Regions from separate parts of the Mus musculus genome. Here regions 2 and 3 are each linked to region 1. A link is a contact called in public Hi-C and capture Hi-C data. All regions are on one chromosome and are shown on one strand. Each heading gives the region's core, a stretch centred on a gene start, on an enhancer-like site or on the middle of the called end of the contact. The rest is flanking DNA. Distances are from core to core; before and after follow the strand shown. Region 1 has its middle 480 kb from the start of Zfat. Region 2 has its middle 410 kb from the start of 1700012I11Rik. Region 3 has its middle 270 kb from the start of Zfat.

Evidence for each region. Hi-C and Micro-C count contacts between places; a contact is called where the count stands out from the background. Capture Hi-C pulls out chosen DNA fragments and counts their contacts.
Region 2: a contact with region 1 is called in a Hi-C map of bone marrow-derived macrophages, with 1.7 times the contacts expected there. The contact joins two enhancer-like sites. A contact is called at or near these places in 3 of 484 Hi-C or Micro-C datasets (bone marrow-derived macrophages, liver and macrophages) and 1 of 115 datasets of contacts at active chromatin or transcription factors (bone marrow-derived dendritic cells).
Region 3: a capture Hi-C map of bone marrow-derived macrophages shows a contact between it and region 1, with 6 times the contacts expected there. The contact joins two enhancer-like sites. A contact is called at or near these places in 8 of 484 Hi-C or Micro-C datasets (the BV-2 cell line, bone marrow-derived dendritic cells, bone marrow-derived macrophages and 3 more), 2 of 115 datasets of contacts at active chromatin or transcription factors (bone marrow-derived dendritic cells and bone marrow-derived macrophages) and 1 of 9 other capture datasets (bone marrow-derived macrophages).

What each region holds. Positions count from the first base shown.
Region 1 is chr15:67,779,657-67,783,462 of GRCm38.p6, reverse strand. No RefSeq gene overlaps it. Among named protein-coding and RNA genes, the nearest start is that of Zfat, 480 kb to the left of the region's middle. Within about 2 kb of position 2,327, at least 62 of the 459 cell types and tissues checked have an H3K27ac peak or open chromatin away from gene starts, as enhancers often do. A contact at or near this core is called in the BV-2 cell line, bone marrow-derived macrophages and macrophages, where this site is marked.
Region 2 is chr15:67,634,541-67,638,362 of GRCm38.p6, reverse strand. No RefSeq gene overlaps it. Among named protein-coding and RNA genes, the nearest start is that of 1700012I11Rik, 410 kb to the right of the region's middle. Within about 2 kb of position 1,997, at least 25 of the 459 cell types and tissues checked have an H3K27ac peak or open chromatin away from gene starts, as enhancers often do. A contact at or near this core is called in bone marrow-derived macrophages, where this site is marked.
Region 3 is chr15:67,988,077-67,991,491 of GRCm38.p6, reverse strand. No RefSeq gene overlaps it. Among named protein-coding and RNA genes, the nearest start is that of Zfat, 270 kb to the left of the region's middle. Within about 2 kb of position 1,686, at least 8 of the 459 cell types and tissues checked have an H3K27ac peak or open chromatin away from gene starts, as enhancers often do. A contact at or near this core is called in the BV-2 cell line, bone marrow-derived macrophages and macrophages, where this site is marked.

The sequences.
Region 1 (3,806 bases), core at 1,078-3,577:
CTCTATCCTAATCCCCCATCTCCTACTTCCTGTCCTCTCCTCCTCCTCTTCTTCCTCCTTGTTCTTCATTTTTCAATAACCCATTAAAGCCAATTTTCTCTGTCAATATACTAAAGAGTGTGGGGTCACATGCTTAAGGATCACTCACTCTTCCTCCCCCAGAAGCCATCAGATGTCTATCACTCCTCAGTCAGGGGTCTAGCTAGCATATTGACTGACTTGATCTTGTGCAGATCTTAAGCAGGAAACAAGAGTTGCTAAGTACTTGCCAAGTCAGAAGACAGAGTTTTGATTTGTGTTCCACAACTGAAGCTCTTAGACTCTTTTCCCTGTTTCTTGATAATCCCTGAGGTTGGTGATGGTATATATGTCCCATATGTGGCTGAGTACTCATTCCACTGACAGGTAATGTGTGAACAAAGAGAGAATTTAAATTCTCAAAATCTCAGTTGCCTTGCCTTAAAAGTGGCTGTAACCCATGTCTCCTAAAGGTGGTTATAGTAAATAATTCCTGAGAAGTGACTGTCACATGTCCTAGCACATTCAAGAAGTACTGGAGACAATGACAGTGGTGATATATATGAATTCATAAGCAGTAAGTGATCACCGTGCACTGGTCTGGACACTGAGACTATGCAGCAGCGAGAACGATACTTGTTATACAAACTCATGAGTTGCCAGGAAACAGAGATGTAGCAAAACAGCTGGGTAGATGCATTCATCAACCTTTATTGAGGGAACACCTGCCAGGCACCAATAAACTACTGTACAAATTGACGTAATTACAGCACCTTGTCCCTGATATCAGAGGCAGTAAAGTCTAGGGGAGGAGACAGGTACTAAATAAATCTCTGCAGGATATCCTGGGAGAATTTTCTGTCCACTGGCTGCACATGCCTGGAATGAATTCCTGGTGAGCTAACTTGAGGTAGAGATTAGGAATATTGTGATAATCCACTGAACAGTTCTTGGAGGGCTATCACCCCACACTGTAGACACCATGACAGATGGTCTAGCAATGGGACATGGGGTGTTTGAAAAAAGATATTCAGGAAGCTATGGGATAGGGAAGTCTGAATTCATCTGGATTTGAGAAAGTGGAATTGCCCCACAAAGCTTCTCAGAGGAAATGGCTTTGTAAAAAAAGAAGATAGTCTCCCAATAGATATGTTAAGGCAGAGTGAGCAAAAGTAACAGGGGTCCAGCTCAGTGGGAGGATCAAGGAGCATGGCTGAATAGCAAAGACTAGGGAGCCCTATAGGAGGGAGCCTCCATCACACAAGAGGTCAAGAAACAATCCTAGCCCACGCATGCATGGAATAGGAACCAGAGTCATTGTGCTTCCTCTGTGTGAAGATGAGGAGAGCAGTTGGTGGAAGTGCTGACTCTGACCTTAACCAAGCTGACTCTTAGGGAAGAGAAAACACCCCTAAGTCTAAAGACATAAGTCCATCAGTGTGTGTGTGTGTGTGTGTGTGTGTGTGTGTGTGTATGTGTGTACTTGCTAAAAGACAACCTCAGGTTTTCCTTCTCAGGAGCCATCTACTTTTCTTTTCCTTTTGAGATAGGGTCTTTCACTGGTAATGTAATCTATCCCCAAGCCCTAAATACATCATTTCCATAAGCAGAAGTTGCAGGAGATGGACTTATTGGTACCTTTGATGTGTCTTCAACTGTGAGTGACATTTTATCAAACAGAATCAAGAAGAGCAGCTCAAGAGAGCCTCAGCAACAGCCATAGAGAAGGAAGCATGAAGAAGCAAAGATAAGTACTCTCAGAGAGAATTGATTCCAGCTTTTATCTTTTTAAGTTCTGCACCTGTAGTCTAATCTCTTATACTTGAATACTTAAAAGAACATTAATCCACACATAAATGAAAGTAGATAATGGCTTAATATTTTTCATGTGTCAGATAATGAACGTTTAAAAAGTGCTTCTAACCCTCTATACATAAGAATCTGAGAAACTTAGCGAAGGAGAGGCTGGATTCATGCTCCTCTCTTCATTGCTAAAACAGATTTGTATTAGATCCCTTGGCGCTGGGGCTATAGGCATTGGTGAGATGTCCTAAATGAGTGCTGAGATCTGAACTCTGGTCCTTAGGATTGGGCAGCAAGCACTTTTAACCATGGGGCCATCTGTTCCACCCCCAAGGGAGCACTGTCTTTGAGAAAATGTTTAATTACTTTAGAGATTTGTAACAGGGATTTAGGGTGGAGTGGGGCACTTGGTGATTGATGTGTAGAGCTAGGAGTTTACAGTGCTATGAGGATAAGGCTACAAGTGTTAAGTCAGTGGCTGTCAAGGAAGTTACTCATTGTCTAGGATGTACAGAATTGCAACATAGCTGAGAAGGACTCAGCTAATGGAGTATGACTAATACTGAGAGCAAGACAGTGTTTCAGATCAGGAAAAGAACTCTTAAAATCATTCGTTTCAAATATCTAAATCTGGAACTGGGAAGCAGCTTAGTGGGTAAACTGCTCACCATGCAAACATGAGAAACTGACTCAGCACCACCAGAACCCACACAAAAGTCCTATTTGGTAGTAAATGTTTACAATGCCAGTGTTGCTAGGACAAAATGAGACACGGAGACAGGAGCTTATTAGGACAAACCCATAAGGCCACTGGGTTTTCCTATGAGGCTGTTATTTTCTAAGTCCTTGGGGCGGGTGGGGCTTCAAGGTTAAAGGTAGGTCTTGAACAGGACAAAGCCAAAGAGATTTGGATGGGACCATAATCTTTAACAAGCCTCCGTGTCCTTCAGTTAACAGGTGCTTCTGAAATATGTTTACTAGAAAAGGCTGTTGGATAATAGATGATTAAAAATAAAAGTCATCTGGCCATGTGATTGCTTTCTATGCACTCAAAATGTTGATACCCTAGCCAAGGTGGTCATGCCAAGACCTCTGAAGTCAATAAACATTAGGAAGATCTAATATGACTTTCAGAGTCATTGAAACACCCTGCTCCTGAACTGGGTTGGAGGTGGAGCCTTTGAAATCCATAAGCCTAAGGCTGCTGGGTGGTTTAGTCACATTACTGCTTAGGCGCTAACTCTATAATTGCATAGGAAAGAGGTCATCTACAGTGAGACCCCGGGGAGTAAACACAGCTAACTATGTTACCGGGATGGTTTTAATGTGTGCTCTGAGATGCAGGCACTCCTTGTGTAAACCAGGTAGGAGCTTGCAGGCTTCGTTCTCATTTCACTGTTTACAATTTGATGCATCTTAAGAGCCATTCCAAACATTTCCTGGAAAATACTTGGCCTTAGAGAACCAGTGTGACCCTTACTGGTGTAGTGTGGGAAAGCCTGGGGTGGCTTAGACTCCCACTGAACTGCTGTATCTTATGGCAAGGATCAACTTCTGACTTAGTGAATGTTGAGTTAGGAATAGAAATCTGGCATTTTTCACCTTTCAGAAAACTGCCTTCTGGGAAACAAAGGACTACAGTTAGAATTATATGTATCTTTTAAGATCTTGCTTAATATTGGATGTATTTTTTTAAGGATAGAATAAAAGTGATGATTTTTCTTTTTCTTTTTTTTTTAATTATTGAAGTGGTTCGTTAACCTTTCATGCATGTGTGTTTCATTCTGATTGCTCGTCCCCTACTCTCCCCTCCCTCCTCCCTGCTTCAACCCCAACACCTCCCTACAAGTCCCCTTTCCACATTCATTTTTGTTTTGTTTTGAGATATAGTGGACTTGTGGTGTGACCTTAGCTTTGGAAAGCTCTATTGGAACCATGTAGGCTCAGTGTGGATTATAGCACTAGTGGCAGTGGCTCTCCAGCTC
Region 2 (3,822 bases), core at 748-3,247, 140 kb after region 1:
TGTATAGACAAGTCAATTTCAAACAAGCTTTTTGTTCTTTGAGACTGGAAGAATCCTTATTAATAAAAGATTACATAGTACAGTAAAAAGAAAATCCAATTAATAAAAGATTATAGTAAGGTAAAGAACTTGAGAAAGAATATTTAAAACTATTTGGGTTGGTTGTGATCCAAGTTTGTAAGCAATTTCCTGGTCCTGTTTGACCCATCAATATAAGGAATACCTTCATGTCCTATAACAGAGGAAATCCACATGGCTTCTCCAAAGTGGCTGTCAAGAAAATCTTGAAGACATGATATTAATATAATATATAAATTCTACTAGTCTTTTGTTTCCAGTAAATGAAATTTCAAGATGCTAAACAGAGGTAGCAATTTTCTGACGCTCAGGAACTGGAAAGTAGCATCACTGTACACTCAAATCCTAACCAGAAACCTAACATGCAACATGTTCTTAAAGAATGTGATTGAATGAATGTGTGTGTGACTAAAGACAGTGCACAGATAAATCAACACAATAGGAGAATAAAGGGGTAAATAAAATATTGTATAGTTCAAAGCCTCCATTGTGTTAATATTTACATGGTGATTTCCCCTGGCTACTGTGAAGATTATCTCAAGAATCACCAACATCTTGGCCAAGAGGCCATTGAAAGGACCTAAACATATCCATCCATAAAGCAAGCAATCTCATAACACTGTCATTCATGCAAATGCCACAGAGTACCATGGCAGAAAAAGAAAAAAAAACTTGATGAAAATAAGAGACTTCACAAGGGCCTGAAACTCAAGTTCTCTTAAATGGAGCATCATCTGTCTGCTATAACAAAGCTCTTTCCCAAGTGTGACGCAGAGCTATGGCCCCTTGCAAATGATTTCAGCTTACTCTGACTTAGAATATTTAGTTCATTTTTACAAGTGGAAATAATAAGCCCAGAGGAAATATTATGAAAATGAATCTGTAAACACTGCAATTGAATGTAATCGTGAGCAAGTCATAGCTTAGACTAATGAGGAATAAATTATGCTGCAATGCAAAATGAGATTTCTTTCTCAGCATGAATGCTGGGAGACAAAGCCCATGTGAATCTTCACGTAAAGATCCAACCGAGTGAGATGCTGAAATACTGACCCATGTTTGGAAAGAATCACAAATCAGCTGCCTGAGCTTGAACATGGTAAAAACATTACAACATCTTTGCAGGAACCACATTGTTTTGCACAAAATCTTTCTCAAACTCTACACCTTTCTTCTTTTCCACTTATAGAGGACATGGGCTCGTGAACTTCCTTGGGGTGCATATCACCAGATTTGCTGATCTGCATGCCATATTTTACCCCAAAGATACTGCTGCTGGCAGTGTTGGATTTGGGAACCAGGATTGTATTGCCTTTTCATTCTTTTATCCTTTATTTCCATTTAGATTAAAAATTCAATTCAGTTGACTCCATCTGTTAGGCCAGTTATTGTCTGACTATGATCACATTTTGTCTATCTGCTGACCAGAGAATTGACTTTTAAACTCTATTCTGCAGGTTTTTCTTATTTGAGATGCATTTCTACTCTGCATATCTGAGTTGGATACACCTAGTTAATGTTCTGGGTTTTAAATGAAAATCTGCCATACAAATTCCGGTCTCCATCATCTTTATCCTTAATCCTGATCTCTTAGCCCTAGCCCATTGTGAGCTATAGAACTAACTTTTGTACATGTGTAGCTCCCTTCTGATCCATTATCATCTGAACCTGGCAATGGCAACCAGTCTCTTCAGTGAGTCTCACCATTGTATCTACATGCTCTTGAATAGAGCTATGACAAAAGGAGCAGTGTGGAGATGACAGAGAGCAACTGAAAGGGCAGATCACAAAGTCAAAGTGACTTCTCCCTTGTACTGTTCTGGATTACATAATCTTTCAGATGCTTACTGACCTGCTGTGAGGACTCTCAAGAAGCCTCGTGGAGAGAGTATTTGAAGCTCCCTGCCAACATCTAGCTCTCATTTCCTGCCAACAATTTGTCAAGCATGACCATGAGTCATACTGGAAGTGGGTCCCATAGTCCCAGTCAAAACCTCAAGTGATGGCAATCAGGGCCAAAATTGAGACTACAATGTCTTGTCATTCCACAATCTAAAGTACTTTTTCCTTTTAAAAAATTTAGCCTGTGCATAGGAAAAGACAATGCCCAATTTGGAACAGGGATGTTAGGACTTGGTCCAAGTATCAGTGCCTCTCTTTACTATGGGCAGCCACTATCTCCCACAGCTCACGACAACCTGGCCTCTGTCTTCTCATCCTTGAATAGATGAAGGAGGAGGTCGAGCACCCTGTAGCAGAGAAGCATAAGTATGCAGCCTTCAGTAGCCATGAAGGATATACAGAGCAATAGTGTATTGCAGCCCTTAAACTTTTGCCCTGGGAAAAGAGTCTCTTAAAAGTCCCCATCCTCAGCCGGGCATGGTGGCACATGCCTTTAATCCCAGCACTCGGGAGGCAGAGGCAGGCAGATTTCTGAGTTCGAGGCCAGACTGGTCTACAAAGTGAGTTCCAGAACAGCCAGGGCTATACAGAGAAACCCTGTCTCAAAAAACAAAAACAAACAAACAAACGTCCCCATCCCCTTCCTTTAGAACTTGACTTAGCCAAATCCCTGTCCCATAATCTCTTGCTATACAAAAAAAGAAGCTGATCATAATCTTCAAAGAGAGGGAAGTTTAGAAATTGAAACAATTTAACTTAGATATTGGGTTTTGTTTTTAATACCTAAAGGATTCTATAGGCACATTTTATGTGCCTAAGACTTTTCACATCCACTATCAAAGAGACTGATTTACAAACCCATTGGTGGTTAATCAATAACAATTGCAAGCAAAATGTCCTCTATAGGTAACCTTCCATAAAGTCTGGGCTTCTCTCAGCTGAAGCCTAGTTAATCAAGAGATTCAGAACTATAAACTCGATGTGACAGTGGCACAAGGTGATGTTCAGGCTACAGTGTGACCTCTACAACTTGCCAGGTCAGTCACAGACTTGTCCTTGTACCTCAGCTGTTAAATGTGTCCAAAGACTGATCAGTACTAGAATCCAGATGACATAAAAAAGGATAGCAATTGAAATGGGAAGAAAATCATCTCCTGGCTTGTAAACCCAACTTGATCCATGGGACAATGACAGACAATAAATGTGGAGCTACATGAAGTCATTTTTATAGGTACTTTATGAGTATAATAACCAGGAGAAGGGCAGCCCATGCCTGAAGTGCAGTCATGGTTTATGGAAACGATCACCCTACTTAGTTCTTTCTCTGTATCTTCTTGTTGCATGTATCACAGAAAAATGAGCTAGTGATTTCTAATTATGCATAAATATATAAATATATGCCTTTCTTTCTGAGAACTGAAATGAACTTGAAATTTTTTCCTTTTTTTATACTAATTAATGTGTTCTTATTGCAGCCCATTTATACTTAATGATGCATCCAACAGCACTACAAATTGAAGATGTAAATGATGTTATATTTTTTTATACGTTTAGCTTTTTTTTTTTTTAACCTTGTAATATGTCATGGGGAAATAGAAGGAAATTATCAGGCTTGGTTCATTTCCTAGGTTAGAAAAGAACACTTTGCAACTTTCTTCATTAATTGAAAGTTTGGTTCCTTCGTGGTCCTACTTAATTCCTTTAAGCCCATTCAGCCAGCCAGAGAGGCATTTGAGCAAGTCATTACCACACGTGAATGCATTAGCTCAGAAATTGATTAATCCATCATGTGAATGTTTCCAACTACGCCACGGCAGACAACAAAATTCTAATGAAAACCCA
Region 3 (3,415 bases), core at 437-2,936, 210 kb before region 1:
CCTGATCTTAACACACAACAGAGCAGATTTTTTTTTCTGGTTCTGCTACATGCATACTGGGAATATTGATGAGCCTTAGCCTAGCTTGTATCCTGTGTCTACATTTCTTCATCAGAAAACAAAATTGCAATACCATGATAATCACATTTTCTGCTATCCCATTACACTTCTAGGGAATCAATGCGTGTAAAAGGATATTATTACTAATTCATGAAAATGTTGAATTTGACCCAAGGTTTGTAGAAAGAATAATTTGCACTTGTGGGAGTAAGCTTTGGTTATCAGTGGCTGAGAGGGGACTGCGTGGATAAGAGAATCACTGAGCAAATGAGTCTGCTTATCTCCTGGTTCCTCTTGTTCATCTCACATCACCGTATCTATTCACTATGACAGCAATATTTTCTAATTAGAAGATTCAGCATTCTCAGGAAGAAACTCTTGAGTGGCTAAGGTATCTGTGGAAATTCTCTCATTGGATCTGGGAGAAGAGAAGGCACTGATTTAAGCTGACAGTGATCTCCTCTGAGCCCAGTTATAAGTCAAGTATTGCTGAAGATGAGTAAAAACCACTAAAGCAATTACCAAGCATAGATTTTCGATAACTCATAAAGCAACAATAACAATGATATAGCTACCTCAGAAGTACTTTCCAGTCATGGCAAGATACAGCCCCATGGACAACCTTGTGTCTCAAGTAGTAAACATCTTTACCGATTTATTGTTAAAATTGGAAAATGTGAGATATTTCAAACTTAAAGAAAGCAAAAGTTTGCATTCCAGACTGTTCTCTGTTTTAAACATGTGTTGATATTTGATATTTCATTTTACTTGTGTGAGATATATATATGATGTATACCCATGTGTGTGCATAGCCTCTGGACATATGGAGGCCAGGAGAGGGTGTGTTGAGTGTCCAGATCTACCCCTCTATCACTCCTTGAAGGTAGGGTCTCTTGATGAATCTGGAACAAGGCTGGTGGCCAGCAAGCTGAACAATCCTCCTGTCTCTGCTTCCCATACCCCTCAATACTGGGGATATGGGTACAGCTACATTGACCTGTTAAATGGGTGGTGGGGATTTGAACTCAGGTTCCCAAGCTTGCACAGCAAACACTCTGACCCAGTCTCCCTTCCATCCACATTTTATCTTTTAGTCAGCTCAGCTGTTTTAAAGAATGGCAAGAGGCTGGTTTGTTCAGGTTTAATTTTTCACTGTCCTGGAGACCAAAGTCATTGGTCACAAATTTGACATGGCAAATGCTGGTGGTGTGGGGCTTGTGGGAAGGGTTTCTTCTGCATGGCAGACAGCTATCATTACATGGAAGAAAGTATGGAGGGGGAGGCAGGGAAGCTCTCATTCACCAACATTCCACACTCATTATCTAATTACCTCCCAGGGGTCAGATACAATTGCAGCCATGTTGGGATATGTGAACATTCAGTCCATAACACTGCTGTTTTGGCTTATTGTTTCTTAATAGGCTTATTGAATTTTATTTATATAACATTAAATTCACTCAGCTTGAATATACAATTCAATTATATTTAGTAACCTTGCCAAATGCAGCCATCACTGTAAATCAATTTCAAGACATTTTTTTTATCCGTACGACAAGATCACATGTGTCTATATTAATCCATGTTTCCAACCACAGCTCCAAGCAACCAGCACTTTATTTTTGGTTCTGTATTTTGCTTATTCTTGAGTTTCTTTTACAGAATTACGTAATATGAGGCTTTTTGTATCTGGCTTATTTCACTTAATGTCATGAAAATGAACCTCATCTGGTGCTGTGGCATGCATCATTATTGCATTTTAAAGTTGTTTTCTTATTAATTTATTTCTTATGTGTGTATACACATGCATGTCTCGATGTGTATGGATGTGGAGTTTGGAAGACTGGTTGCAGGAAGGAGACAGCTTTTGTTCTTCCATCATGCGGGTTCTGGGGACTTGTCAGGTCTGGTGTCATCTGTTTTTACTCAATGAGCCATCTCAATTCCTTATTGCTAAATCCTATTCACTTTAGTGAATACATTACACTTCAGTGATCTATCCCACAATTAATAGACACATAGCTTACTTGAAACTTTTTCTATTTGAACAAGACTGCAGTGAATATTCACATGCTATTCAACATTTTCCTTGCCCTTGAATAGAGAACTAAGAGTAGATCAGTGGCTCCTCTCAGGTCCGTGTCTAACATTCTAGAAACTGCTGGAATGTTTTCCAAAGTGTTTGCACAACGTCCTTATCACTGGTGATGTGCTATTACCCATGTTTCTACGTCTTCAGAATTCAGCTTTAATCCTTTTCCTGTATTATACTTACTCTCTGTGGGAATGTATTTTGCTGTGGTTTTGTTCATATCCCTATATTAGCACCTGCAATGTATAAATTAGCCATTTCATAACTGATGACACTTCTATGCATAATTTTCCCATCCTTTGATTGTTTTGTGTTATAGGATATATGTCGTTTTTGAAAATTATGGGTATGAGTCCTTTCTTGAGTATGAATTTTGCAAATATTTTCTACCAGTCAATTGTTTTATATGCTTATTTACTTACAACAGTCATTTGAAATTAAAATATTTGTCAGGTAGGCATATTTATTTTTAGTCCCAGCACTTGGGAGACAGATGCAGGGAGATCTCTTTGAGTCCTAGACCAGTCTTGTCTGTATAGTGAGTTTCAGGATAGCCAAGGCGACATAGTGAGAACTTGTCTCAAAGCTATATATATATATATATATATATATATATATATATATATGTATATGTATATGTATATGTATATATGTATATATGCGTATGCGTATGCGTATGCGTATGCGTATGCGTATGCGTATGCGTATGCGTATGCGTATGCGTATGCGTATGCGTATATGTATATGTATATGTATATGTATATGTATACACACACACACACACATACATACATACACACACACACACACACACACACACACACGTGTGTCTATACCTCACAGTTTAGGGATAATGGGCATGCACTGTCACACCTGGGTTTTTACCTGGGTGCTAGGAATCTGAACTCAGGTACTCATGCTTAAGCAACAAGTATTTTAACCACTGAGCTATCTCTGTAGAACTGTCCTATGCTGCTTTTAGAAGTTGATCTCATTCAAGCTTCTGAATCATTTTGAGTCATATTTGGATATGAGTGTGAAAAGTCTAAGCTCATTTTTATCCATAAGATATCTAATTATCCCGGATTACCTATTACTCAGTGACTGTAAATGGCAGTTTTTTTTTTTCCAAAACCAGTTGACTGTAAATATGAAGATTTATTTCCAGACTTGTCAGTCTCTCCCACCCACCCCCAGTCTCACACCATTGACATAACTAGCTTTACAGTAAGTTCTGACAGAGATGAGAGTTGTCCAACTTTGTTC